Linked DNA regions of Sus scrofa: region 1 is linked to region 2. A link is a contact called in public Hi-C data. All regions are on one chromosome and are shown on one strand. The core of a region is the stretch at or near the end of the contact, and the rest is flanking DNA. Distances in the headings are between cores, read along the strand shown. Region 1 overlaps MAF (transcription factor Maf). Region 2 holds the start of MAF (transcription factor Maf).

Evidence for each region. Hi-C and Micro-C count contacts between places; a contact is called where the count stands out from the background.
Region 1: a contact with region 2 is called in a Hi-C map of liver, with 5 times the contacts expected there. The contact joins the enhancer-like site here to the promoter of MAF in region 2. A contact is called at or near these places in 1 of 5 promoter capture datasets (liver), 7 of 47 Hi-C or Micro-C datasets (heart right ventricle, liver, retroperitoneal adipose tissue and 1 more) and 2 of 2 datasets of contacts at active chromatin or transcription factors (alveolar macrophages and skeletal muscle).

Annotation. Positions count from the first base shown.
Region 1 is chr6:8,714,696-8,717,395 of Sscrofa11.1, reverse strand. The region is part of intron 2 of MAF (transcription factor Maf); the gene reads right to left. Among named protein-coding and RNA genes, the nearest start is that of MAF, 250 kb to the right of the region's middle. Within about 2 kb of position 1,300, at least 10 of the 83 cell types and tissues checked have an H3K27ac peak or open chromatin away from gene starts, as enhancers often do. A contact at or near this core is called in liver, where this site is marked.
Region 2 is chr6:8,467,460-8,470,159 of Sscrofa11.1, reverse strand. It overlaps MAF (transcription factor Maf), which reads right to left and starts at 1,424. Exons shown (of 3, transcript XM_021097066.1): 1 at 258-1,424. The coding sequence starts at 1,378.

The DNA.
Region 1 (2,700 bases), core at 51-2,550, 250 kb before region 2:
GAGGCTTGGATCCCACTTGCTGTGGTGTAGGCCATCAGCTGTAGCTCTGATTGGACCCCTAGCCTGGGAACTTCCATATGCCATGGGTGTGGCTCTAAAAAGCCGAGGGGGAAAAAAAAACACCCAAAACAAAAAACAGTACTTACTGAATTACTTTTTGGAAGTTCCTAGACCCACCTTGCATTTGGCTTGCCCCAGGCTTTTCCTCATGCTCATCTTTCTGCCCGTAATGCCCTCACCCACACACGTCTCTGCTTCCAAGTCTCCCCTCAGGGCCCTGCATCACTAGTCATCCTCCTTGACCACCCAGGCACACCTGGGCACCCCCTTCTGGGCTTCCCATGGACCACAGAGTCCCTGGAGGGTGTCTGCAATGTTGCCTGGCTGATTGCAAAGTTTAGTGGGTGCTGTTAGTTGTTGCTGACACTGTGACTATTATAATGACTCCCCTGTGTCTCCCCCCCACCCCGACCCCCAACGCCCCGTGCACAGTTTAGCATCTAGCATGAGCTGGGCACAGCCCCAGTGCTTCCTAACTGAGTGAAATCCATCAGTCCAGCTTCAGGTGACATTAGAAGTCTGTCATGTCGGGTAATTTACAGATCAAGCTTGAAAACACTACACAACAAAGATGAGCCTACAGGGATTCCGGTGCAAAGAATTACAAGGTCACAAAGGTGAAATATACCTGTTACCGGGGAGGTGTCGGCTGAAACCATTGGGGAGGTGGTCACGGTGGGGCCGGGTGTGAACAGGGAGTGAGAAAGCACGTGCAGAGATGCTGGAGAAGGGCCTCTTGACAGCATCGGCCTTGTATCCATTGCTTCTCCGCTGGGAGGAGCCCATGCTGGCAGAGGTGGGTTCAGTCCCAGGCCTTGAATGGTCCATGGGGTAACCATTCACAGTTTCTCAACCAGGGCCCTCCTGACATTTGGGCTGTGTGACTCTCCGACTGTGGGGCTGCCCCGTTGGCCACAGCCCCCTACTCTGTGCTCTCACTCTACTTCCGAACGCACACCTAAACTGGGGATAACGGTGCCGGTGCCATAGGGCCAGGGCTGGGCAAGTGTTAGGAGCAAGTGAGGTCACACTCCTGAAAATGCTTAGCCTAGGGCTCGTGCAGGGCTTAAAGGCCACATTAAGGAACCGAGGAAAGGCTCCCCTCCCCCATCCACCCCTGCGAGCCGAGCCGGGAGGATGCAGGAGAGATAATAGGGGAGGAGGTGATCCATCAGTCCCTGTCCTGAAATCCCACAAGAGTCAGCAGCTCAAGGACCTCGCCTTGCCCCGTAGGTATGTAAATACGGGCGTTATCAGGGCCTGCATCTGTGAGAGCTAAAGCAGGAAGTCCTTACAGCTTCCTGTAAAAACACAAGTGACAAACTTGGATAAACAGCAAGTACAGAAAAGATGTTTCTCTATCATCACTGACTCTCCTGAAAAGTTCTTCTCTGACTCCCTCCTTCTCTTTCTCTCTCTCTCTCTCACACACACACACACATGCACGCATACAAGCTCCCTCCAATACGATGCAACATGAAATGCAAACTCCTCCATTAAGGAGTCATACCAGCATTCAAGTCTCAGCTCTGCTACGTGCGAGTTCTGTGACTTGAATCCAGTGACTTGACCTCTCTGAGCCGTATACGCCTCTTTTTTAACCCCCGGGATGAGAATGGGTCCAGCTTCTCATTTTATCATGAGTCTTACACGCAATAACCTGTATTAATCATCTATGTATTTCTCACATAGATACTGTCCACTTTGGGACCAGGTACCTGGAATCTCGTAAATACTCAAAACATACTAATTCTTCTCCTTCTTAGGAAGAGGCATATGGGAAGCTTCCTAAGGGGCAAATCCCAACTCCACCAGCGGAAGGGAGGAGATGGGGTGAAGGAAGCACTGCCCACGAGAAGAAAGCTCAGCAGATAGAAGCCCAGTCAGGGGGGCATCCATGGGGTGTTACAGTGGAAAGAGGGTACGCCCTAGGGTCAGACACATCCAAGTTCACAGCCTGACCCCACCACTTACCAGCTGGACAAACCCGTCCTGTCAGAGTTCACCAACCCACCTTCCCTCATCCCGGGGGGCAGTGCCATGGGTGAGCACTGCCTGTGCCAACTCAGACATTGGTTTCACTCTCACCCAGCACTCACGTGCTGGGCCCTGAGGCAGGGAGACAGAAGAAAAGAAGACCCTGTCCTCAAGGAGCTCCAAGTCTTGCAGGAAAGCCAAACTCTTCCAAGAGAAGAAGGCACAGCAAAAAGGGAAGCCAGAAAGAAGGCTAAGATTGAAAGTCCAGATCAAAATGCAATTGTATGCATCAGGACAGACGCATGAGACTGTCATTAAGCAGTAACTTCCACATCTCAGCCACTTCAAACAACAAAGGTGAGCATACAAGAACTGTCTATCCTGGGACCAGGGGCTCCTTTGACACTTGTCCTCCCTAACAACCGTGAGAAGGCAATTGCTGCAGCAAAAGAAGAGAGGGCTCCAGGAACGTCGCGCCTGGTCTCAGATGCGTCCGCCTGGAAATGCTGCACGTGATTCCCTCCCTCGCTCACTGGACAAAGGAAGTCACGTGTCCAGGCTCCCCTCAAGGGCCACGTGTCCAGAAAGAGAGGAGAGCCGGAAGTCACGGTGAGCGGCTCCAACGTGGACCCCAGCAACGGCTGAGCTCACGGCCACTGTGAG
Region 2 (2,700 bases), core at 175-2,674:
CCAGCCCCTCCCCGACTGAAAAACAGCCACCACCACCAACTCTGAGCAGGGTGTGTGTGTGTGTGTGCGTGCGTGTGTGTGTGTGTGTGTGTGTGTGTGTGTGTGCAGGGGGCAACTGCGGGGCGGGGGGCAAGCTCAGGAGGGGAGGGGGCGAGGTGGTGGCGAGCAAGGCTCTGGAACTGGCAAGCCCACACCCGAGTCGGACCCCCATGGAGCACTTATCAAGGTGGCTAGCTGGGATCGCGTGTCAGACTCACATGAAAAACTCGGGAGAGGACGGGTTGTCGCTGCTCGAGCCGTTTTCTCGGAAGCCGCTGCTCACCAACTTCTCGTATTTCTCCTTGTACGCGTCCCTCTCGCGCACCAGCCTGGAGATCTCCTGCTTGAGGTGGTCGACCTGCTGCAGCAGCTGGTTCTTCTCGGACTCCAGGACGTGCCTCTGCTGCACCCTCTTGAAGCGGCAGGACTGGGCATAGCCGCGGTTTTTCAGGGTCCGCCTCTTCTGCTTCAGCCGGATCACCTCCTCCTTGCTGACCCCGCGCAGCTGCCGGTTCAGCTCGCGCACCGACATGGTCACCAGCTGCTCATCGGAGAAGCGGTCGTCGAAGTGCAGGCCGCCGGCGGCGTGGTGCGGGTGCAGGGCGCCCCCCGCCCCCGCCGCTCCGCCGCCGCCTCCGCCGCCGCCGCCGCCGCCGCCGCCCCCGGCGCTGGCCGGGCCGCCGCTGCCCGCGCCGCCCGCGCCACCGGCCGAGGCGGACGCGCTGCCCGCGGCGCCGGGCGCGCCGGCCGTCGGGTGGTGGTGGTGGCCAGCGGCGTGGTGGTGGTGGTGGTGGTGGTAGTGCGGGCCCGCGCCGCTCTGCGCAGCGGCCGCGGCGATCACGGCGGACACCACGGCGGCGGCGGGGCCCATCTCCTCGCCGCTGCCGCCCAGGGAGGCGCCGGCGCCGGCCCCGGCCGCCGAGGCCAGCTGCTGCGCCCCGCGCGCGTAGCCATCGAAGCCGCCCTGGAGCTGGTGGCTGTTGCTGATGAGCGCCTCGACCGCGTCCTCGGGGCTGAAGCCCAGCGCCTCGGGGTTCAGCTGCTGCGGATAGCCGGTCATCCAGTAGTAGTCTTCCAGGTGCGCCTTCTGCTCGCTGCCCGAGCCCGGGCTGGGCGCCGAGAAGCTGGGGGAAGGGGGCACCGAGCTGCACGGCGTGCTCATGGGGGTGGAGGACAGCGAGCCCCCGGCGATGAGACGGCCGCACTGGCTGATGATGCGGTCGGTCTCCACCGGTTCCTTTTTCACTTCAAACTTCATCAGATCGAAGTCATTAACATATTCCATGGCCAGGGGACTGGTGGGCAGGTCGGAGTTGCTCATTGCCAGTTCTGATGCCATTCTCCTGCCGCCGCCGCCGCCGCCGCTCCGCCAGATGGGCTGCAGGAGAGGGGCCAGCGGGCTGTGCTGGGTGGCCAGCGGGTGAGCCAGCTTGCCGGGCTGGGGCGCTTCTAGCTCGCGCGGCGGTGGCTGGCCCGAAACCTCCGAGCGCGCACACACCCCCCCGCCCTGCCCGCGCCCCCGCGCCCGCCCTCCCTCCCCCTGCTCACGCCAATGTGCTCGCTGCTCGCCCGGGCCCCTCCTCGCCTGCTCGTCTCCTAGCGCGCCGAGCCGGCGGCTTCAGGCTCGGGAAGGTCCTCCGCGGGTTGCGGTGGCGGCGGCGGCGGCGGCGGCGGCGAAGCCGGAGGAGCCCGGCCGGGTGCGCGGCGTCCCCCGCTCGCCGCTCCGCTGCGCCCTTTGCATAAGGAGGGCTCGCCTCGCCGGCCTGGGCTGCAGGCGGGGCGCGCGCGGCGGCCGCTCGGGGCTGGAAGCGCGGCGGGCGGCTGTCCGGGCGGCGCTGGCCTTGGCACGGGGGAGTTAACACTTCATGCTTCTCGCCTCCTCTTCAGCCTGGCTCTTTTTATTTTTTTTTTCTCTTTCTTTCCTCTCTCTCTCTCTCTCTCTCTTTCTCTCTCTCTCCCTCGCGCTCTTCCTCCCTCCGTGCAAAGTGCAAGACAGAGGTGCAGCCGGGCTGGAGGAAAGGGAGGGGGGAGTTGAGTTCTTTCTTGGCTTTTTTTTTTTTTTTTTTTTTTAAAGCAAAATAGCGAAGTCCCGGGGAAAGGCGAGGCGGAGAGCAAAAGGGGGGAGGCCGAGCCGACGAGCAGCCCGAGCTACAGCTCGAAGATGAAAAAAAGATTTTAAAGCCTCTGATCCAGCAAGAAGAGTTTAAAGCAATTGCTGAGTTTTATAGCACTTGTGACGTCAGGCCCAAATGGGAAATTGACTGGTACTCCAGACCAATGGGAGGCGGCCGCGATTAGCATAATAGTGTAGAGACAAGGAAACTTTTCGGAGCTGTCAATCAGGGCCCAATCAGCTGACTGTCAGCTGGGACGGGCAGCCTTAACCCTTCCCGCTCCGCAGCCTCCTCAGGAGGCTGCAGAGCCGGGAACAAAGTTTGGTGTAAGAGGGGAAGGAGTTTTCCAGCGGCGCTGTGGGAAACCAGGTGGACCGGGAGGCCGATTTGCTTTACTTTGGAGCGAGAGAGGCCTGCCTTCCGGAGCCCCAGCTTGCCTGCCACTCCCTCAGCGGAGATTGGCCTGACCCCCACTCTCTGGATCCTGTATTCGCCAGGCAGCTTCTTCTCTTTACTCCACCTTCGGCACCCGGGTGTCCACCCAGGG